Linked DNA regions of Mus musculus: all the other regions are linked to region 5. Evidence: chromatin contacts called from public Hi-C, HiChIP or PLAC-seq, Micro-C and promoter capture Hi-C data. All regions are on one chromosome and are shown on one strand. The core of a region is the stretch at or near the end of the contact, and the rest is flanking DNA. Distances in the headings are between cores, read along the strand shown. Region 1 holds the start of Abcb6 (ATP-binding cassette, sub-family B (MDR/TAP), member 6). Region 2 holds the start of Des (desmin). Region 3 holds the start of Resp18 (regulated endocrine-specific protein 18). Region 4 holds the start of Dnajb2 (DnaJ heat shock protein family (Hsp40) member B2). Region 5 holds the start of Cdk5r2 (cyclin-dependent kinase 5, regulatory subunit 2 (p39)). Region 6 holds the start of Tuba4a (tubulin, alpha 4A). Region 7 holds the start of Ctdsp1 (CTD (carboxy-terminal domain, RNA polymerase II, polypeptide A) small phosphatase 1).

Evidence for each region. Hi-C and Micro-C count contacts between places; a contact is called where the count stands out from the background. HiChIP or PLAC-seq counts read pairs in DNA pulled down with a chosen protein or histone mark. Capture Hi-C pulls out chosen DNA fragments and counts their contacts.
Region 1: an H3K27ac HiChIP or PLAC-seq map of embryonic stem cells shows a contact between it and region 5, with 2.3 times the contacts expected there. The contact joins the promoter of Abcb6 here to the promoter of Cdk5r2 in region 5. A contact is called at or near these places in 2 of 39 promoter capture datasets (cranial neural crest and embryonic stem cells), 2 of 115 datasets of contacts at active chromatin or transcription factors (embryonic stem cells and pancreatic cancer cells) and 2 of 9 other capture datasets (adipose tissue and pancreatic islet).
Region 2: a promoter capture Hi-C map of pancreatic islet shows a contact between it and region 5. The contact joins the promoter of Des here to the promoter of Cdk5r2 in region 5. A contact is called at or near these places in 2 of 39 promoter capture datasets (the HPC-7 cell line and hematopoietic stem and progenitor cells), 2 of 484 Hi-C or Micro-C datasets (bone marrow-derived macrophages and embryonic stem cells) and 2 of 9 other capture datasets (adipose tissue and pancreatic islet).
Region 3: an H3K4me3 HiChIP or PLAC-seq map of stem cell-derived neural progenitor cells shows a contact between it and region 5, with 2.2 times the contacts expected there. The contact joins the promoter of Resp18 here to the promoter of Cdk5r2 in region 5. A contact is called at or near these places in 16 of 39 promoter capture datasets (the 3T3-L1 cell line, the C10 cell line, the HPC-7 cell line and 10 more), 4 of 484 Hi-C or Micro-C datasets (bone marrow-derived macrophages, cortical neurons, embryonic fibroblasts and 1 more), 3 of 115 datasets of contacts at active chromatin or transcription factors (bone marrow-derived macrophages, pancreatic cancer cells and stem cell-derived neural progenitor cells) and 3 of 9 other capture datasets (adipose tissue, liver and pancreatic islet).
Region 4: a Hi-C map of rod photoreceptor shows a contact between it and region 5, with 2.5 times the contacts expected there. The contact joins the promoter of Dnajb2 here to the promoter of Cdk5r2 in region 5. A contact is called at or near these places in 2 of 39 promoter capture datasets (the 3T3-L1 cell line and the C10 cell line), 1 of 484 Hi-C or Micro-C datasets (rod photoreceptor), 2 of 115 datasets of contacts at active chromatin or transcription factors (embryonic midbrain and pancreatic cancer cells) and 2 of 9 other capture datasets (macrophages and pancreatic islet).
Region 6: a promoter capture Hi-C map of pancreatic islet shows a contact between it and region 5. The contact joins the promoter of Tuba4a here to the promoter of Cdk5r2 in region 5. A contact is called at or near these places in 4 of 39 promoter capture datasets (the 3T3-L1 cell line, the C10 cell line, cranial neural crest and 1 more), 3 of 484 Hi-C or Micro-C datasets (embryonic stem cells, forebrain and nephron progenitors), 4 of 115 datasets of contacts at active chromatin or transcription factors (astrocytes, embryonic stem cells and pancreatic cancer cells) and 3 of 9 other capture datasets (adipose tissue, liver and pancreatic islet).
Region 7: a Micro-C map of embryonic stem cells shows a contact between it and region 5, with 4 times the contacts expected there. The contact joins the promoter of Ctdsp1 here to the promoter of Cdk5r2 in region 5. A contact is called at or near these places in 3 of 484 Hi-C or Micro-C datasets (all in embryonic stem cells), 2 of 115 datasets of contacts at active chromatin or transcription factors (embryonic stem cells and pancreatic cancer cells) and 1 of 9 other capture datasets (pancreatic islet).

Annotation. Positions count from the first base shown.
Region 1 is chr1:75,178,950-75,181,819 of GRCm38.p6, reverse strand. It overlaps Abcb6 (ATP-binding cassette, sub-family B (MDR/TAP), member 6), which reads left to right and starts at 1,428. Exons shown (of 19, transcript NM_023732.3): 1 at 1,428-2,250; 2 at 2,752-2,870. The coding sequence starts at 1,702. It overlaps Atg9a (autophagy related 9A), which reads left to right. Exons shown (of 16, transcript NM_001288612.1): 16 at 1-959.
Region 2 is chr1:75,358,617-75,361,566 of GRCm38.p6, reverse strand. It overlaps Des (desmin), which reads right to left and starts at 1,275. Exons shown (of 9, transcript NM_010043.2): 1 at 575-1,275. The coding sequence starts at 1,149. RefSeq lists a promoter at 1,233-1,313, silencers at 1,314-1,601, 1,768-1,813, cis regulatory regions at 1,602-1,768, 1,043-2,211, 1,164-2,950, 627-2,950 and an enhancer at 1,813-2,212.
Region 3 is chr1:75,277,134-75,280,012 of GRCm38.p6, reverse strand. Resp18 (regulated endocrine-specific protein 18) reads left to right here and starts at 1,598. Exons shown (of 6, transcript NM_009049.2): 1 at 1,598-1,811. The coding sequence starts at 1,706.
Region 4 is chr1:75,234,756-75,237,746 of GRCm38.p6, reverse strand. Dnajb2 (DnaJ heat shock protein family (Hsp40) member B2) reads right to left here and starts at 1,324. Exons shown (of 9, transcript NM_001159883.1): 1 at 1,158-1,324; 2 at 799-895; 3 at 183-292. The coding sequence starts at 863.
Region 5 is chr1:74,853,472-74,856,325 of GRCm38.p6, reverse strand. Cdk5r2 (cyclin-dependent kinase 5, regulatory subunit 2 (p39)) reads right to left here and starts at 1,297. Exons shown (of 1, transcript NM_009872.3): 1 at 1-1,297. The coding sequence starts at 1,228. The coding sequence ends at 119. It overlaps Gm16582 (predicted gene 16582), which reads right to left. Exons shown (of 4, transcript NR_151618.1): 2 at 1,811-1,983.
Region 6 is chr1:75,217,791-75,220,561 of GRCm38.p6, reverse strand. It overlaps Tuba4a (tubulin, alpha 4A), which reads left to right and starts at 1,268. Exons shown (of 4, transcript NM_009447.4): 1 at 1,268-1,369. The coding sequence starts at 1,367. It overlaps A630095N17Rik (RIKEN cDNA A630095N17 gene), which reads left to right. Exons shown (of 3, transcript NM_001243090.1): 3 at 1-467. The coding sequence ends at 102.
Region 7 is chr1:74,389,891-74,393,090 of GRCm38.p6, reverse strand. It overlaps Ctdsp1 (CTD (carboxy-terminal domain, RNA polymerase II, polypeptide A) small phosphatase 1), which reads right to left and starts at 1,482. Exons shown (of 7, transcript NM_153088.2): 1 at 1,127-1,482. The coding sequence starts at 1,193.

The DNA.
Region 1 (2,870 bases), core at 179-2,678, 330 kb before region 5:
TGTGGTGTTTTGTGTGTTCCTGCCTGGCCAAGGGAGGTGCCAATGCTGGGCTTACCATAGTCCAGGAAGAATATGAGGACTAGGGGCACACAAGAGTCTAGCTTCGTCTCCAGGACTCCCTTGGCTCAGAGTGTGGTGCTAGAAACTGGTCCCCAGCCCAGTCCCAGTACTGCCATCTTTGCATCCACCCCTGCAAGTCTCCAGAGGGCTTCCTGCCACAGAAGTGCTGCCAAGCAGAAGAACCTGTGCCAACTGTGGAGTGGGGAGGCAGGGCCTGAACCCTCAATCCCTGCAGCCTAGCCTCCCCACCCTCCAGAACCTGGAATAGCTGAGCAGCTCAGGCTGTGGCCCTTACCTCCAGTCCTCACCTCAACCTGCGCTGCAGCCTCCCTCCCCCCTGCACATCACTGGCATGTGTGCTGCTTGACCACCCCCCCTTCTGTTCACCTGCCCCCCTTCTGTTTGGCTTTGGCTTTTTGTTGGGGTGAGAGCCCTAGCTCCCAGCTCCCCTCACTATCTTTTGACACTAAGATGGAAGGTTACTAAGTTGCAGGAACAGGATGAAAATTCTTTATTACCCTCTTCAACTTTTAGGACGAGCACTTGGGAGTGTGAGGCCTTCCTGGCTGCTTCTATGTAGTCCTACCACCTGCACAGAGGGGCTGGCAGGGCAGAAGTGTGACCTCAGTTATATATACATCCCAGCTCTGCCCAGTATCCCTCACTTACCAAGAGGAGAATGGAGGGATAATGGACTCACCCTAGCCTAGGGCTTCGACATTGCATGCTGGGATCCAGCTCCTACCCTTCCTGCACTCCCTTCCCCAGTTCTGCTCAGCTCAGCTGTGGGAGGTAAACTTAAGCTGAAGGTGGCGGACTCTACTGTCGCAGGCCACAGCAGACAGGGTGGGAGCCCTGTACAGCTTGATAACCCTTAATAAAGAAGGGACTTTGATCTGGTTGTGGCATCTTTTTTTTTCCCCCACGCAGCAGTTTGGGGGGGGGGGGGGGGGTCTTAGGACTGTAAAAGAGTCCTGGCCGGGAGGCTTGGGAAACAAGTACGCCTGCAGGACCACGGGAACAGAACTAGGACTCAGAGAAGAGCTGTTTCTAGTGTGCTTCAGTAGCTTGATAATGTGTGAAGCCCTGAGTTCGTTCTTTAGCACTATAATAGAGGGAACTGAAGCAGGTTAGAGACCAGGGAGGCCTCGGTGTAATGCCTTTATAAAGGGCGGGGGTGGAGGGTGGGGAGTGCAAATTCGGACGCACTACTCTGTGGAGGTCAAAGTCTCCAGTCAGATTCAGGTTAGAGTTCCCGCCTTGGACATGTGACCCAGTCGGTTCTCAGCCCTATTTGTGTTCCTTACCCTTGGCCAATGGGAACCCTGGATAGATCTGGTGGGCGGGGCCGCTGCCGTAAAGGACCCAACATTTTTGTGCGGCGGCTCCGAGCCTTAGGGTCCCAGCTGCTAGCGAGTGGGAACCGGCAAGCACGGCGTACGTGGCTTGCGTGAGTATGCGTGGTAGCGGCGCGTGCGTGAAGAGAGTGGGCAGTGTAGCAGGTCCACGTGCGTCCCTTCCCGCGACCCAAGCGGCGTAGCTCCATGTCCCAGGACACCCTGGCATCTGCGGCCCTCTCTGAAGGGTCAGCCCGACTCTTTGTGCAGTGACCTCAAGTTCAGCCAGCAGCCACACATCGCCATGGTGACTGTGGGCAACTACTGCGAGACCGAAGGGCCGGCGGGGCCCGCTTGGACTCAGAATGGCTTGAGTCCCTGCTTCTTCTTCACGCTAGTGCCCTCGACACTCCTGACTCTGGGGGTACTGGCCTTGGTGCTGGTTCTTCCCCGCAGGCGTCGGGAGGTGCCTGCTGGCCCAGAAGAGCTGTCTTGGGCGGCTGGCCCTCGGGTGGCCCCATATGTGCTGCAGCTGTTTCTGGCCACACTTCAGATGGCACTGCCCCTGGCTGGTCTGGCTGGCCGAGTGGGCACTGCTCGGGGGGTCCGTCTGCCAGGCTACCTACTGCTGGCTTCTGTGCTGGAGAGTCTGGCCAGCGTCTGTGGCTTGTGGCTGCTCGTGGTGGAACGGAGCCAGGCACGGCAGAGTCTGGCAATGGGCGTCTGGATGAAGTTCAGGCATAGCTTGGGTCTCCTGCTCCTCTGGACTGTGACATTTGCAGCCGAGAACTTGGCCCTAGTATCTTGGAACAGCCCGCAGTGGTGGTGGGCCAGAGCAGATCTGGGCCAGCAGGTAAGGAGCCTTATGGGAAGGAGATACACTGATATTTGACAAGTACTGTGTCAGGACCAACTGGCTCCATGCTTTAGAAAAAAGAATGGAGTGTCTGGCGGTGGCTGGAAGCTGATAGCCAGCTGGTGGGGTTACCCAGCATTGGATGGGGTGTGTCTGTGCTGAGTCATTGTGGGTTTTTTTTTTTTAATTAAAAAAAAAAAAACCTGTTGCTAGGCTCCTGGTAAGCATCTGAGTGTTGTAAGAAGTAATACAATAGGTTTGGGTAGTGGTTCACACCTGTTCTGTCATTGTTTTATTTTTCTGGTTTTTCTTTCTTTTTTTCAAGGTTTATTTATTTTATGTATATGACTACACAGTAGCTGTTTTCAGACACAACAGAAGAGGTCATCAGATGGCATTACAAATGGTTGTGGGAATTGAACTTAGGACCTCTGGAAGAGCAGTCAGTGCTCTTGACCGCTGAGCCATCTCTCCAGCCCCTTCTCTCTTTCATTCTAGGTTCAATTTGGCCTGTGGGTCCTGCGTTATGTGACCTCTGGAGGGCTATTTATCTTGGGGCTCTGGGCCCCAGGACTTCGCCCCCAGTCTTATACTCTACACGTTCATGAAGAAGACCA
Region 2 (2,950 bases), core at 26-2,525, 510 kb before region 5:
TCCGGATTATTCAGCCTCTTTTACTGGATCGTGGTGGAATGGGTCACAGCCTTTATCCACTGTCCCCTTTACTCAAACCTGTCCATTTACCAAGTGCAATAACATTACCTCAGCTAGGCCCAGGGGCCTAGCCCCCACCCCACCCCCATCCCCGCCCCTCCCTTGGGCCTCATCACAGCTAAGCTTAAAACTACTGCCTGGCTTCCCTCCTGCTCTTCCCAGCCCATCCATCCTTCCAGGCTCTCATCAGCCTCGCTTCTCCCTCAGAACGTGCTCTGACCCTTTCCTTGACTATGGTCATCATCACTCTAGCAACTTAGCATCCTTTCACAGGCAGCTGCCCACCGTGCACTAGGCAAGGTTCCCCCATTTCCCCCATTTCCCCCATTTCTTCTGTCTACCTTCCCAAGACTACTACTCCAGTGTTACATAGAAGGGGCCAGGAAAGATCTCTACTTAGCGAACACCGGGGAATGACCTTTTCCAAACATGGGCTGAGGAGGGAGGGTCTCAGGCGAGGGGGAGGGGGGCTGCTGGGGACGGGGGTGAGGGGAAAGATCTGGGAGGCCCTCACTTGGCCTTGAGCCTCTGCAGGTCGTCTATCAGGTTGTCACGCTCCACGTCGACCCGGGCGCGCTGGTTGGTGAGCACCTCCACCTGGCGCCGCAGCTCGCGCATCTCCTCCTCGTAGAGCTCGGCGACCCGAGTCGGTTCGCGGCCCTTGAGCCGGTTGACCTCGGCGGCGAGCGCGGCGTTCTGCTGCTCCAAGAAGCGCACCTTCTCGATGTAGTTGGCGAAGCGGTCATTGAGCTCTTGCAGCTCCACCTTCTCGTTGGTGCGCGTGGCCAGGAACTCCTGGTTCACAGCGTCGGCCAGGGAGAAGTCCAGCAGCTCGCCCGCGCCATAGGATGGCGCTCGGGTGGTCCCCAGCCGGCTAGACCGCAGCGACCCCAAGCCTCCAGCCCCGCCCGACGTGCGCGACACCTGGTACACGCGGGATGTCATTGAACTCGAGGAGCCCTTGGTACCGAAGCCTGCTCGAGGGAACACGGGAGAGCTCAGCGGGGAGCCCAGAGAGAAGCCCGGGGCGCCGCCGAAGGTGCGGCGGTAGGAGGACACGCGCTGGCTGGACGAGTAGGCCTGGCTCATGGTGGCGGCGTGGACGAGGCTGGCTGGGCGGACGCACAGAGGAGGCAGCGGGCGGGCAGCCGGCTGGAGTGGATGTGAAGATGGGTGACGGAGCCCCTTAGCTGTCTGCACTATTTGTAGCCCTCCTGACATCACCCCCCGGCGCCCCTCCCCTGACAGCTGCAGGATCCCTCTGTCCTGCCAGGAAAAGGGCGGCCACAGGCGAGGGGGCGGGGAGGCCAGCTCCCCCGCAAGAGGCCTGCGCCCCTGGACAGCCCCAAGAGGACAGAAGACAGGCAGGCCTGCTGGGTTTCACAGGGCAAGGAGCTGACAGGAGACCCCCGGCCGGCCCCTTTTTTTCCATTTGGATGCCTGCCTTATCCTGGGGAAAGCGGGCTAGAGAATTTCGTTTGTTTGAGGCCCCCTATTTTCTCCGAGGAGAGGTTTTAGGTTATTGGAATGAACAAGAAGGACCCCCGAAGTGTTTTATTCGCACAAGTTGCCTAGAAAATGCTGAGGTTTCCAACGACTGTGGGCAAAGCCCGGACAGGTCTCTACCATCCTTTCAAAAGAGTCTCTAGGTAGGCCTGTAGGGTAGGTACCGGTTAGTCAGAGAGTGACCCTGGCCGGGGCACATGCATATCACTGATACCTGGGTTTTAACTCTGAGCCTCAGTTTCCCTTGGGAGGAATGTTGGCCTTCTGCTTCCCTCAAGTTTATAGCCAGCAAGATAGTTTCCAGAATCTTCTGACGACTGTTTCCAACTGCGTGTAGTCGCACCCCCGCATCGCCTTTGCCTGACTCCTGCGCCCCTGTCTCCCTCGCCCCCTCTCTGATTCATCCCCCTACTCACACCGCCCACACCCACTCACACCACGGGTTTGTGTTTTGTCAGGAGATGCATGTCAAGCCAGCCGTCTCCCTAGCAGCAACAGCTGCCAAGGCGAAATACCAGAGCTGGTATTTATAGAGGAGAAGGAAAGGCCCAGCTAGGAAGCAAGGTACAGGAGAGGCGTTCTGGGGACTGGGAGCCAGGCACCTGAGGAGACAGAGGTGTCAAGGAAGGCTGACAGCGACAAGCTTCAGTCACTCCAGGACCCCAACAGAGATGAAGGCCTGGGGTGTGTTCGCCTCTCTCTTCCCTGAAGCACAAGGCGCACACCGACCCCTAAGGGCATCTACATTTCTCTGTGCACCTTGCTGCAGCTCTTCACTGAGCCCTGACCCTCCTAGAACACAAACCCTGGAGATAGAGTACTAGATTAGGGGTCCATAGCTCAACCTTGGAAATGGAGCCCTGGATTAGGAGCCGTAGTCCTACCCAGGGCTGGTCAGAGAGAAAGCGGTGCCAAAAGGCATGTCCTTGTCCTCCCTACCTCTCAGGGTCCTTAGTCATAGAGTGGGGGCCAAACAGCTTCGCATGACTGTGCAATGAGCCTTTGAACAGGCCAGGGAGACAATAAAGCATACACCAACAATAACAATAATGCCTTATATGTACTGATCCCTGCTGGGAACACCACGCCTGTGACTCCCCAGTTCTCCGATAGCATCGTGAAGCAGGGGCCACATAAATGCCATTTGCGTAGCGTAGCATAGTGAGGTAGCCTGACTACAGGGTCTAGGTGATTGGCTCTTTCTCTGCCATAGAAATGAGCCAATTCAAGCCAGATTAGATGATTTTAAAGGCAGGTTTGTTGGGGAGCTGCTCTCAGGCGAGTTCACTGACCCCAAGGATGGAGGCCAGGGGAGTTTCATGGGTGGGGAGAGGAGGAAAGAGAAAGAAGAGAGAAAGGGCTCTAGCTCAGAGAGAGAAGAAGA
Region 3 (2,879 bases), core at 349-2,848, 420 kb before region 5:
AGAGGCAGAGGCAGAGGCAGAGGCAGAGGCAGAGGCAGAGGCAGAGGCAGAGGCAGAGGCGGACAGATCTCTGAGTTCAAAGCGAGCATGATCTACAGAGTGAGTTACTAGATATCCCTTGGCTGAAAAAACCTTTCTTGAAAAAAAAAGAAAGGAAGGAAGGAAGAAAAGAAAGGAAAAGAAAGGAAAGAAAAAAGAAAAGAAAAGAAAAGAAAAGAAAAGAAAAGAAAAGAAAAGAAAAGAAAAAAGAAAAGAAATTTCTCTGAGTCTTAACAAGCTTCCCTTTATGGTTTCCTGAGTCTTAAGTTTCCCTCCTGGGTGGTATATGCCAATTCATTGTTTTATAGCACCTCTCAAATTGCTTCTATAAATCATTTAAAAAATAAAATGTTAAGCATATAATCGGTGACAACAAACTTTCAGATCCTGGCGTGGGAAAACACCTTGTGCCAGACAGTCCTGTTAATATATACTGACTATATATATTTTTTTTTTCCAGGCAAAAGACAAATGAAACTGTGTGAAGACACAGAGTCCAAACAAAAGGAAGAAAAGTGATTGGGATCATAACCCTTGGTGAGTAAATGTTCCACCAGGTGAGTTCTACATTTCCCCCCACGACACGGCGGACAGTTCACCGTTCCCTTCAGCACCAACAGACTCTAGCAGAAAGTAATGGTGGAACAGGCTGGGGAGCAGAGTTGCAGGTTCTTAGGTGCCAAGGCAGCCAGAAACTGAAGAGGAATTCTGGGTAATGAGTGGTCTACAGAGAGAGAACCTGAAATCTGAATGCAAATCTCCCCTAAATTCTCAGCTATCTTCTAAATAGCACATGCACAGGGGTGAGATTTCCAAGAGCCTAAAGGAAAAGCCAGATATCTGAGCAAAGATTTTGGCAGCTGCCACGGTTCTAAGGAGGCAAAGCCTGGAGCCAGAACCCACAAAATTAGAGGGTCTTCCTAAACACCTCACCGAGTCTCAAAACACCCTGAGCAGTAAATACTGAAGAAAGACAATGCAATCCAGAGACTCCACAAAGCATCAACCCAAAAAACACCCACTTTACAACAAAACTTAACATTGGAGCTTAGAAACATGGCACGGGACAAGTGGCAGTGTGCCAGGTACTTAGTTATCGAAATAGATCTATTTTAAAGTGTACGGTGGTTAGGATTTGGGCAACCACAATGGCTGTGGGAAAATAAGGATGGACATTCAGTGTTTTGCGGGTTGAACCCATATGGTTGCTAAAAGATTTTAAATGGATGAAGAGAAAACGAGGTCGAAGGCAATAACCAGTCATCAGGCTGAGTGCTCACTCTTCCCTCGCAGTTCATATTTAAATATCACAACCAAACACATGAAGTTGGTTCCATTTCCACCCCCATCTCATATGCAATCAGTCTCTCCTTCCTTGGAGATTGAGAATGGCGGCTTATCTGGAAAAGTGTGTAGAGGGTGGGGGGCAGAAATTCCAAAAGGTAGAATGGAGAGAGGCCAAAGAGGATGGCTAACTTGGGTAAGCAGCTGCAGGGGCAGAGCCTGCTTGTGATTGGCCGAATTGCAGAGGAGGGCTCTGCAGATCTCTTGTCGCGTCTCTAGCGCTAGAGGGTGAAAAGTGACATCCTGGCACAGGCCCCCTGGCTATTGTTGCTACTTCCACTACGACCTAGCTCGAGGAACCGTGAGTTTGGATCCAGCCAAGATGCAGAGTTCGTTAAAGCCCGCGGGCTCCGGGCATCTTCAGCTACTGGTCTGCTTCCTTCTGCTTTACAGTCGTCCAGGCAGCTGCAGCGACATAAACGCCCACGGTCAGGAGAGAACTTGGGGTGGGGGTGGGGAGTGCGGACAGGCCAGAGAGCAATTCTGAGAGCAGAGGTTCTGGCCTTCAAGGCTAAAAGACTCAGGAGGAAAACCGTTTAGGATGACAATAGAGAAACGCAGAGGGTTTCAGCGGGACAGAAGCAGTCTTGGCATTTGGTGTTCAGGGTCTAGACAGAAGGAACGACCCAGGGAAAGGTTGGGGGTTGGGGAAAGAGTAGGAAAAACAGATGAGCCAAGGGTGGCTGCAGTACACCCCAGACGTTTCGGGGGGGGGGGGGTCAGGAAAGAGATAACCAGGACTAAGTGGAAAACCAGGAGTGCTCGTATTTGGTTATCTTATCAAGGGAATAAGTGGGTGGGGCTGAGAGACAGAATCAAGGCTCAGCCATAAACCTGCAGAGTACAGGGGCTGGACCCGGTTTCATGAAGTGGGGGAAGCTAGGTTGGGGTGAAACAGGTTGGAGGGAGACCATTCTACTTCCTCCTGTTCTGATCTGCGCCATCCTGGATGGACCTGGCCGGCACTCACTTGGTAACAGTCGGGGAAAGACTGCGCAGCCTCAGAATACCTGCGCAGACCATTGCACAAAGTCCTAGTCTGACGCCCCATCTCCCTGCGGGATTCTTGGGTTTGGAAGCCAATGCAGAGGATTCGCAAAACACTGCGGGTGGAGATCTGGTGTCAAACAAGGGGAGAACTGAGGCAGGGTGGGAACGGAGTAGAATGGGGGGTGGGAAGTGCAGGTGCCAAGGCGTTGTCATTACCGCCCGCAATGACTACATCTGACCCTCCTCAGCACCACGGACAGCTCCAGCCCATTCTGTGGATCCTGGTTTCCCCATGTACTTTACCAGACACCCTCTCAGACTGAACATAGCCTCTTCTTTGGAAGTTCTCTTTTTTACCAGGACACTAGAACCTCTACTTCTTTCTAGGGCCAGGAAACTGTATTGTGAATCTATCTGAATGGAGTGAGGGAGAGAATTGCCCATTCTTGGAAGACCTATGATTTGAGGCTAGCCTGAGATACATAGCAAGACAAAGAGTTTTGTTT
Region 4 (2,991 bases), core at 75-2,574, 380 kb before region 5:
CCCCGATCAGGACCCAAATTGCTCTTCAGACCCTGCTAGACAGACATAACATGGAGGCGATTAAACACTATCTAAAATAAAATCATGGAGGAGACGGGATGGAGGCGTGGCTTTAGGAAGGAGTACCAAGAATGAATGGAAGCAGGGGGACATGCCGGTCCCTGCAGGACCCCAAGCCTTACTGTCAGATAGTACTTCATAGGCCTCTGCCACCTCCTTAAATTTTTTTTCAGCAAATTCTTTATTATCCGGGTTCTTGTCTGGGTGCCACTGCAGAGCCTTCTTTCGGTACCTGCAGGAAGTGAGTGCAGAGGGAGGGTCAGGAGACTGATGTAGGCTTTGCCCACCGACTACCCTTTTTGCTTAGTCCAACACCCTTTCACTGCCCCGATCCCAGAATACCTCACGACTGCAGCCTGTATTCAGGGGTTTCTCTCCCTGTGGTGTGCCAGGGATATGAGTAAAAAGGAAAGTCCCTGCCATAAGCCCTTTCTTGGGGTTCTTTTGATAGAGCTATCTATAGCCACAGGGAGAGTGGAGACACTGTCCTGTCTCATAGCCTGGGCATTTTAGCACTGCAACCTGGGCAAGCCCACATGTAGGAGCTGGAGGAGAGGGGAGCTGGGTGTATAGAGGACGCTAAAGAAGGTCAGCTCTTCTTCCCTGGCTGGACTTGGTCTTCGTACTTTCCCAAGGGTCTCCTTCCTCCCTTCAGCCAGACCTCTAAAGGGCCCCTGGCACTCAGGGGGGCGGGGAACAAGGGTCAGAGCCTTTCTGTAACACAGCCGAGGCACTTACGCCTTCTTGATGTCATCAGGGGACGCACTCCGCGGTACGTCTAGAATCTCGTAGTAGGATGCCATGGCAACTCAGCGTCAGACGTCCCTCCTCCAGGCTGCGGGAGAGAAGGGGTCAGGCCGACAGAGGCACCGCAGCTCCGTGCGGCCGCAACCCCGGGCAGGCAGGCGACACTTCGAGGTGGAATCGGGCCGGGGAGCCACGCCTGCGGCCAGTGACTAGGCTCCTTCGCAGCCTTTATCTGGTCCCGCAGGCCGGTGCCCAGGGCTATCTCACGGCAGGAGTGGGGAGCCCTACCCGAACCCCCTAAGTCTAGTAACCCGATCTGAACCCCCAACCTGACCCAGCTGGGACCGCACCTCCTCTGCCGGGAGTCCCGCCCCTGCCCCCCGCAGGGGAACCGCCTAGCACCCGCTGCCCGGCTCGCGGCCACTGCGTACGACACGCCAGGCTGGGTTGTGTGCGCAAGCATGCGTCAGCGCCCTGGAAACTACTAGAGACTCAGAGGGCCGGCTCGGCCGGTCACACGAGGGGGCGGGGGCGGGGGGGGCGGGGGCGCTGCAGGGGCTGCTGGGAGATGAGGGCGGAGCCGTTTATTTTAGTTTTTCACCCAGGCGACGTCATTCCCAGGTGGGACTTAGGAGGCTGAAGTCGGCTATATCTTTCCAGCTATGACGCAGTCTCTCAAACACAGGCAGAGGGGCGGTCCGCAAGCTAGGTGCGGGTCCCCTGTCCTGTCGCTGGCCTCTAAAAGTGCTTCACGATCCCTGAGTACTTCCCCCAGGCCATCACCTCCAAGACTCACCGAGTCTCCTCTGGGCCTAACCCTTCTTCATAGCTTAGCTCCAGTGCTAAGTCTTCAAAAGAGGCTGCCCTGGCTCCCCTGAGTAGGTCAGACCTGCTTTTTATAGAGTCTCGTGGCATTTTCTTCTCCACACTGTCAGAGCCACAAATTAACATTTATTTGATGATCATCTATCTCCCCCAGTAGAATGTAAATTATACAAGGTAAGAATTGTGTCCTCCTTCGTTCGTCATCCCCTTAGTCTTTAGTCAGAATTGAAACGTATCAGTTGGACAGCCGAATAACACTTGGAAGACTTTTAACATTTTTGACCTAGAAAGGGTGAGGTAGAAGAGCCTAGTATGAGGAAATTAGTAGACTCAACGTTTCTCTTCCACAGCTGATCGTAAGTAGATCTATTTAGCCTCAGAATGATTTCTGGATTCAGATCTCAGGAAAAGGGAACCTTCCAGAAGTGGGTCTTGTTTTATTCCATCTGGCCAATTCCTAGACATTAGTGTACTGTTTTCTTAGTAGATGCTGCCAGAAGGTACTAAGAATGTAAAGCTATGGGGATAGCTTAGGGGTAGAGTGCTTGCCCAGCAGCCGCCAGACCTTACTTAGCCTCAATTCCCAGCACTGGGGGAGGGATAAAAAATGGCATGGGATGTCACACACACACACACACACACACACACACACACACACACACAGCCTATCAGCAGAACCCACTGGGAAACTCAGAACTCTGAGAGCAGGGAGACCTGGCCTTGCAACCGGATGCTGCTGTGTGACTTGGGAACATCCAAGGCCTGTTTTCCCCCTTAAGTATAGGTAACACCTAGAGTTGTTAGAAGTCAAATGAAGCATGGTTTATGGAAGCTGTTATTAGCATAATGCTTTCTGGTGTCACACATGACCCAAGCAGGAATGGTTGTATGAGTCCAGTCAGTGTTTCAGGACAGGTGACCTGGGGACATCTCATCAAAGCAACAGCTTGAGCACCAACCAAGGGAAGGCTGCCGTCATTTTGTCCCCTTTTCCTGTCTCCCCACCTTCTGAACTCCTGCCTACATCTAGAGACTTCCTACCTACACTTGGGGAATTTTGGTTGTTTCAGCCTTAATAAGAGATGAAGTATCTACCACAGAACTTTGAGGCTCTTGCTTCCCTGATCTAAGGGTGCAGGCACAAGATGAGTTCTGCCAATGAGAAGTCACGACTAAGTGGGACTTCAAATCTGAATAGAGAAAGAGAGATGAAGGTGAAGGTGGCTAAGAATTTGCTTCTGTGTAGTGCAGGTTGCTGTGGGTCCTTCAGCGGCCTCTTGTGCCTGGAGGAGGAAGTGTCTGTCCCCGTGCTGAGGACAGATGATCACTGTCGGGAGGGAGGGGACAGAGCTGCCAGAC
Region 5 (2,854 bases), core at 48-2,547:
TCCTCGGCCCAGCCTGGGCATAGAGCAGCGGTAATAGCGACGGTGGCTTGATGGTCCCGGGGTTTCCGGGTGTGTGTGAGGGGCTGGGGCGGGGGGCGGGCGCGGCCCCTGGGAATCCCTAGCGGTCCAAGTTCATAGTCCAGTGCTTGGCTCCGGTCGCGCAGCTGTCCCTGGCGCTCGAGGAGGAGGTGGTGGACGCGCTGCTTCCGCTCGGTGGACCCCCGGTGCTCGCCGCGGCCTCGCCCTCGTTCTTGAGGTCTTGAAAGACTTGCGTGAAGAAGTGGGGGTCGGCGTTGAGTCGCAGCATCTGCGGGCTGAGCCGCTGGATGAGGCGCAGGCAGCGCTGCCAGAAGCGCTCCTTGTCGGGCTCCACGAGGAACGGCTTGAGCGGGTAGGAGATCTCGTTGCCCATGTAGGAGTAGGCGAGGTAGAGGCAGGTGAGGAAGGCGGCCTGCAGTTCCGCGGCCGACGCCAGCTCGTCCCCACGAAGCGACTCCCGGCACAGCAGGTACACGAACACCAGGTTGGCGGGGGTAATGAAGGCCTGGTCTTGCCAGCCCTGCAGCAGCAGCGAGCGGTCCACGCCGCGGAACCAGCCCACCAGCTCGCCGGGGCTCAGCTCCTTGAGGCGGTAGCAGCGTCGGCACACGAAGTCGCCGAGGCAGCGGAGCAGCTCGCCGGTAGACGCCTGCACGATGACCCGCCGCGGCGAGCCTCCGGGCGCCGGCGGTGCCGCCTGCGGGGCTGGGGGTGGCGGCGGCGGCGGCTTTCCCCCGCCTGAGCCTGGTGGAGGGGCGGCTGCGCTGCCCCCCGACGGGGGCTCGCAGGTGGCAGCGGTCGTGGGCACCGTGGGCACCGGCACGGCCAGGGGCTTGGCTGTTCCGCCACCGTCGGGGCCGTCGCGGCCCTTGCGGAGAAGGTTCTCGCGGTTGCGTTGCTGGACCAGAGGGTCGGGACCGGTGGACGCTGGCTTGGGCGTCACCTTTTTGCTGCCTTTCTTCTTCTTGGCCGAGGCTGCCACTAGGCGCTTCCAGGTGAGCGCCGAGATGAGCACGGACGGCCGTTTGAGCCGGCTCTCGCCTTTGCCGCCCTTGCCGGCCGGCGGCGCGCCGTAGCCCCCCAGCGCCTCGTCCCCCGCGGGCGGCGCCTTCTTTTTCTCCTCCGGCAGCCCTCCCGGCCTCCGGCCCTTGGCCGAGGAAGCAGGGGAAAGCGACAGCACCGTGCCCATCCTGCAGAGCGGGGCCGGCGCCCGGGCCCCAGCGGGAACCGCGGGCGGCGCCGCTGCTGCTGCAGCCCCGGGGGACCCGGCGGTGGGGGGCCTAGCCCCGGCCCGGGCGCGCGGACGGGCGGGGGATGGAGCCGCTCTGCTGCGCCGCGGCGGCTGCTCTGAGCCGAAGCTGCGCCAGCTGCAGCGTCAGCCCCACCCCTTGGGCCCCTTCTTTCGCCACGCCGCGCCCCGCCTCACGCAGCCAATCCTGACTCTAGTTTTCTTTGATCGGCAGCTCCTCTAACCAATAGGATGTTGCATACTAATCTACTGTACCGCCTTACCCACCGCCTGGAGTCTTCAGTCCCTTACCTTTTCCCAAAGGGGGAAAAGGGGGGAAAGGAGGAAAAGGAGAGAGGGGGTGTGTGTGATTCTGAGGTCTCTTTTTCTGGCTGAGCAGGGGGTTGAAGTGAGGTGAAAATGGTCCTTCCCATCTCTTCCTCCAGATCCCAAGACCATGGGTCTGAATGTTTTGATACACTGTGATACACTGGGTCCAAGCCGCAGTATAGAAGCCATGGGAACAGCCTATCATTCGCTCACCTTTGAGTTTGTTTAGTGGGCAATATGGCAGCTTGCCCTCATCGAGACACCCCAGTTGCACCTTCCGGCTTCGCCCATCTGGATGTCCGCTTGCTATCCTCTTCATCGCCCCCCCCCCCTTGGGGACGGGGGTAGGGTGGGGTGGAGGAGACTGCTGCAGGCTCATTCCTGATCTGTAAGAGAATGCTAGTGTGTGAGACTCTGAGCAACCGAGCAAATGCACCCTTTCTCCTTGGCAGAGGGAAGGATGTGTGTCTTTGCTTCACGGAGCAGGAACAGGGGGAAGTCTAAAGACAACCTAATGAGTCTGTACTTGATTCCCTGCTTCTGACTCTGACCCCTGGACAGCTCATTTTTGATTGGTTGTCCCAACAACACATTCATCTCACCCTTGCATGCGTGATGGATGGTTGGACTCCAGGGAACTCTGGAAATTGGTTTAGTTGAAGGCCCCAGTCTGGGGTCTACTGTGTGGAAATCGGTTGGCTCAACTTCCAGTCAAGATCCGGGGTCCTAGTTGAGATGGATTTTAACCAGTAGACAGCTTCCTTGTGCTCAGACTCTAGCTGTTCCCACTCCAGCTGCCAGCTATTATACTGGGAGCTGCCGGTTTCTCTGGACCCCTCCATTCCTGCTACGGACCACATAGGCCTTGATCCCAGACTTTGAGCCTTATCGGCAGGTTGTGAGAACCGCTTGTCCTGGGCCACTTCAGTGTGTCTTGTAGGACCCTCCAGTCTGCTGTCTGTGGCTTCCCTTCCAGGAGTCTTAGTGAACCTTAGGCATTGGTGTGGGGGTTTGGTTTGGTGGGCAGAGAGGTAACTATCCATTCTGTAACAATTCTTAGAATTGTTCTTGGATCTCAGTCTCTGTGTCTCTGTATGCCTGTCTGTCTGTCTGCCTGTCTGCCTGTCTCTCTCTCTCTCTCTCTCTCTCTCTCTCTCTCTCTCTCTCTCTGTGTGTGTGTGTGTGTGTGTGTGTGTGTGTGTGTGTGTGGTGTCACATTCAAGCTGGCTTCCATCCTTCTTCAGCCTCCCAGATCCT
Region 6 (2,771 bases), core at 19-2,518, 360 kb before region 5:
CCCAACCATGGTGCTAGGGATCAAACCCAGAACTTCACAAATGATGACAGCATGCTACCAACCGAACTACACACTCAGCCTCTCCCAACGAAATTCTCCTAACCAGATGTCAAGGACTAGAAAGAGATCTTGTGAAATGTATTGTATTCTTTTCTATGACTTCTCTTAAGTCAAATGCCACTAGCTACTTTGTTGATAGAACGTCTGCCATTGCTGTATATATTTCGGCCTTGTGTTATGCTGACAAACAGCTCTGTCCCTAAGAAGAGAATGGAAGCCCATGCTGGTGAAATCTTTTTCAAGTGATGACTACCTTAGGAGTCAGAATTTTTATGGCCATGAAAACCAGCACCTGGGCTCCTCCTGAGGGATTTTTTTTCCGGTGGGGGTGATGTATGTCTGAGAAAGCAGAAATAGTTTTTAGAAAGGCCTGTCCTAGTACGAAATGGAAATAAAACGTAGAAAGGAGGTATCTCTTCGACTGTACAAGCCAAGAACTCAGTGACACTAAGTCACTTGCCCAAGGTTGCATAAGGCCGACCGGATGCTGTTCCAGAGGCTCCAGGTTCTGTGCTCCACCGCAGCAGGTAGGTGGTCGAGGCGGGGAGCTAACTAATAGTGACGGCGCTAATGACGGAGCCTCTGACCAGCGAGTGGCCTGGCCGGTGAAAGGTGGCAGATTCTCGCGTCGGCCCTCACAGATTGGCTGCGCCGCTCGGCTTTGAGGGATAGTCTACCGGATCGGCACCCTGGGGCTCAGGCTCTGTAGTTCTAGGTCCTCGGCCTCCTACAGGTGTGGGCGAAAGCCTACCAACTCGGCCGGGGACCAGCAGGCGGCGGTCTGCTGTAAGGGGGTCTCGGGCGACCAGTCCCAGCTGCCCAACCCGCCCGAGCCCGGGAGGCGACGCTGGGAGGACAGCGGAGAAGGCCGGGGACAGCCGCTTTTGAAGGATTGCTTGAGCTTCATCCGCCCTAAATCGGAATACCTGCACCATGAGCGTCTACATGACGCGGGTGCATTCGAGACACGCTCCGCCACCGCACCCTGCGTCTCTGCTTCGGACCTTCGGAATCCGGGACATCGGCTCAAAACTAGGAACGAATATGGGCCGCTGCTTCTAAGCCAAACCCGACAGGTGAGAGAATCCGGAGCGGCAAGGGGAGGGGATACGCCTAGGTTTCACTCCCCTGGTGGCCACCTATCCTGACGGGGATGTAGTCTTTAAACCACCCCGCCCCATGGTGGGCGGGCTGAGCGCGCAGGTCCCGCCTCCTGCCTATAAGAGCGGTGCGGCACTGCAGCTCCGCAGATCTCACCGAGACCCGTGACCCCGACTCTACGTGAGACGTACAGCCCAAACTCATCATGGTGAGTGAGGCCCCGCCAGGATCTCTCCGGTCCTATAAACAAATGTCCCGCTTCTCTGGGGGAACCTTCCACTAGAGATCTGAAGACCCTTTCCTTAGCATTCCGAGTTTCCAGGAGATGTAAGAGTTTTGCACTTCCCCCACCTCTCCCGGTGACTTTGACCTAGTGTGTTGTCCACCTTCAGAAGCTGGGGACTGAGGGAGGGTGTTTCACTAGCAGAGAGGAGCCCTTCTGTAGTGTCCTCCTGCCCTACCAAGCGTCTGTGTTCCAACCCTCCTGAGGGGAGTCACGAGGTTCCGTACCCAGTGCTCTCCTCCGGCAGCAGAAGACCTGCTCAGCTGCCCCCGCCACCCATACCCCCTGAGTGAGTCCCTGGAACTGACCGAACACGTGCCTGGCGCCGGTTGGTTTAAGGGGTTACTTGGTACCGCACCCCGTCTTCCTCCGTGTGCCTTCTTCCCATCTACACCCCCCACATGACTCAGCACCCCCTCCTGAGCCAGGAGGGGTGGCGGGAATGGGGTTCGGTCTCGGGAGGCCAGCGGGCCCCTCCTACCCGAGTGCGGGTGCTCGCGGGTGCTCGGAGAACAGGCAGAGACAGCTGGCGCTGATCGACAGCCCCGGCCTCGGCCAGGTGGCGGGGGAAGGGAGAGAGGTGTATGAAGGGGTTTGTATTTATAGCCCGGAGCGGGGGCAGAAATCCAACCCGAGCTTTCAACTGGGAAGTAACTGGAAAGACTCCAGTGGGAGAGCAGACGTAGGGCCCAGGTACAGATGGCGTTCCCCTGGCTTGTGCAGCAAGGCGGGTTTCCTCAAGGGCCTCCTAGCAGGTTCCACTTCCTTTTCTGGGTATTTAGAAATTGTCGTGCCCCACCCCGCCCCCACGCGCCATTTGGTTGTGAAAAGGGAGGCGCACAGGTTCTATAGACCTGGGCGTTGCAGGGGTTAAATTATGGACCACCTAGATGTAGCCTTAAGTTGCCAGGGCTCCAGTATGTATACCTGTATTGCCTGCCCCTGCCGTCAGCGTTTACCCGTATTATCGCTGCTATTTCCATGTGGGCTGAGGCGAGGATGGAGGTGGTGAAGCAACGCAGAGTGTGAGGGTGGAGGTGGGGAGAGGAGCCAGATGGGATTGATCCCTCAGGGCCAGATGGAACTTAAAAGTGGAGGTTCTAGCATCCTGAAGGCCAGAATGGTCAGTTGATACCAGATGGAAGGTTGAGACACCTCTTTGCCCACAGGAAAGAAGGGGAGAGGGTTGTGAGAATTTTCAAGGCAAAGATTAACCAGGGAGGAAGCTGCTGGCTATAAACTATAAAACATATTTCTAGACGCTGCACGATCTGGAAGCAACTGGAAAGTCTTCTGTCTCTCGGTGTCTATCCCTCTCTGTGTCTTT
Region 7 (3,200 bases), core at 233-2,732, 460 kb after region 5:
TGCAGCTCAGCGTCTTAAGGAAATCTGGTGTGGCTTTTTAGGAAGGCAGCCACTTTAAGAAGTAGATGGCTTAAGGAGGGGACCGATTTTTCTCACGGTTGGTTCTCAATCATCTGACCCCACAGGTGGACGTTACCTGAGCATCCCCTGCTCTGGACCTTCAGGGCTCAGGGCCCTGTCGTCCACTCCCACTCTCCCTCCATTCTGTCTACCCAGTGAGTCCAAAGTCCCCATTGAGCCTGGGCCCAGAGGCCAGTGTCCCAGGGCTGTCAGCCCCACCGGCCCCACCTCCTTCACCCCGCCCCGTCTCTTTGCAGCGGCCTGTCTAAATTGACAGACCTACCCCCACCAAGCCTCTTCTCTAATCCTTTCTGCCTCCAGGCCACCCCCCCCCCAACCCCCAAAGAGCGAGGAACTGGACAGTGGACAAACCCGGAGTGACTTCCCAATCTTGAAATTCACACAGGGGAGGGAGGGGTGAGCCCCACTCTTGCGAGCCTTAGGGGCTCCGCATAGGCGGGCAGCACCCCTTACAGGGTGGGTGCAAGCGTGCACAGGCCCGAGGCCAACCGGCCTAGCCTGTTGCAGCCTGGGTGTCGCGTGCCCAGCTGGATACAAGGCCCCCAAGTCTGTCTTGCAAGGCTAGGGGCTCTCTGCCTTCGAAGGTGTCGTCTGCACCTCCACGCGTGACGCCCGAGTTTGTGGGAACCTGGCTGTGAGTTAGTTGGCGGGAGATCCCTGCAAGCCTCCCCAGCCCGCTGTCACCTCGGCACCCCTTCCAGACCTCAGCCTGGAGGGGGCGGAGCCTCAGCGGGTGGCCGGGTGGCCGCCTCACCCCCACCTTCTCGTCCCATTGGCGCCAAACTGGGGGAGGGGGTGACGCCCGGGAGCCCGCCAGCCCCTCGCTCGCCTTCTGCCTCAGTTTCCCCACTACGAGAAGCCTCGAGCGCACTGGTGGCGCCAGGCCCCGCCCAGCGCCTCAGACTCTCGCGGAGTTCAAACTCTCTCGGCCGCACTGGCCGGGGCTCGGGCCGGGCCAGGCCGAGGCGCGCGCCCGGGACAGCGGCAGCGACCGCAGCGCGGGGACGGCCCCTAGTCCGGTTCTGCCCTCCCGCCGCCCGCCTACCTTTGCCCCGCAGCGGGCCCCGCGCCTCCTCCTTGCTGATCTGAGTAATGACGGCCGAGCTGTCCATGGGGCCCGGCGCGCTCCGCTCCGGCCGGACTCTGGCCCCGGCGCCCGGCCTCCCCCCCGGCTCGGGCCGGAATCGGGGCGCGGGGGGGAGGGGAGGGTGGGAGGGAGGGATCCCCGCGAGCTTCGGAGGGGAGGGGAGCCAGGTTCTCGGGGGGAGGGGGAGGGAGGGGGCGCGGAGGAAACTTTGTTACAACATGGAGTTTCCTCCCCGCGAGGCGGATGCAAACATGGAACCCGGGCGCCGTTTCAAGGCTTCCCCTTAAAAGGGCAACGGCTTCGGCGCGCCTGGGACTCCGCCGCAGCTTTCATCACTTCTGGGGCCCGGCGGGCTGGGAGGCGGGCCGGGTTGCTGCGGAGATCCAGGGGGCGTCGCCTCTCTTCCTGCGGTGTGCTGGCCGGACCGAGCGTTCTGCGGCTGCGTGGCAGAGCGGACAGCCGTAACCCGCCGCTGCGGGCCACCGAGCCCCGGGACTTGAGGCCCGCCCCAGGCGCCCAGTCGGGGAGTGCCCGAGGACGTCGGGGCTCCACCTCCACGCATTCCAAAGTGCTGACACGATCTGCCTCCGTTTGTTCCTCTGGAAAATGGGATGACGCTAACTTTCTGTAAAATGGGTTTTAGTTTTTTTTTTAATTGAAATATTTTATGTGTATGGCCTGTAAAAATATATATGTTTATGTATGTACTCCACATATTTGTAGTGCACTCTGAGGCCGGACGAGGGCGTCAGATCCCCCTGGAACTGGAGTTAATAGCCGGTGTGGGCCTTAGGAGCGGAAATAGAGTCCTTTTAAGAGTGACATGTGCCCCTGAGCCATTTTTCCAGCCCCTAAAAAATTTAAAGTTATATTTATGTGTGGAGGAGGATACACGTTCTACGAGTGGAGATCAGAAGTTCTCTTCTTCCTCTCTTTGGGAGAGGCATCAAACTCAGGTAGTCAGGCTGGCCAGTAGACACCTTTACCCCCAAGCCTTCTCACCGCCTCTACAATGGGTCTTTTGTCTAACGTTGTGAATATCCCGTTCCCCCCCCCCAAAGGCATTCTTTGCTAGCCCCAGTTATGCAAACTCATCAAATTGTGGAATTGTAGATAGATTGATTTTATTTTTGTGTATGTGTATGAATGCCGGAGCCTTCAATGGCCAGAAGAGGGCGCCATCGCCTGGAGCAGAAGTTGGAGGCAGTGGTTAGCCTTGAGTGCTGGCACCTGAACTCATTCAGGTGGCCTGCATGAGCAGGGACTTCTCTTAACGGCTGATGAACCTCTCCAGTCCTAAATTATGTTCGTGATCCAACTGTAACTATCAGCATTCCCTGCAGTCTCGAGAACATCCCAGGATTGAAAAGTCCACTTCGGCGCCTACCTTTACCGACTGTCCTGTAGCAAATCTCGCCCTCTTCCCCTGCCAAACCCTGGCAGAAGCCGAGCCTCTGCTGCTCAGGGCGCCTTGTATCTTGTACGTGCTGTTCCCTCGGCTTGAAACGTGCCCCTTCGTCCTTGGCAGAGCCAAATCCCATCGAACTAGAAGAAATACCACCTTGTTTAGAGGCCCTCCACCCCCACCCCACCGCCCCTATCTGTGATTATTAGAGGGGCCCCGTCTAGGGCTGGCTGTGCTCCCGAGTGCTCAGGGGACGCCCGCGGAGGGAGGGCCCAGCGCCCGCCCTTGGGCGCCTGAGACCGCAACCGTTCAGATTTTAAACACACGTGTCACCGGATCTGTAGTGACACACCCCAGCCAGAGCCTGAATCTGCGTTTGCATACAGAGCCTTCTCGCAGGAAGCCCCTCAGTTGCGCCGCTCTAGGGCTGCGGTTCGTTTATTTTTATTTTTTATTTTTCCTGTCTTACAAAGTTCCTTTCATTCGCCTTAATTTTAAAAACACGAATGCCCAGCCTTCACACGCACGCCTCACTTCCTCCCCTGGGCCCTGTGGCCGGGTGTGGTGGGGTGGGCGTCCTGTGGCTTCCCAGCAGATAGCGGGCTGGGAGCTTGGCCCCTGCTCTGC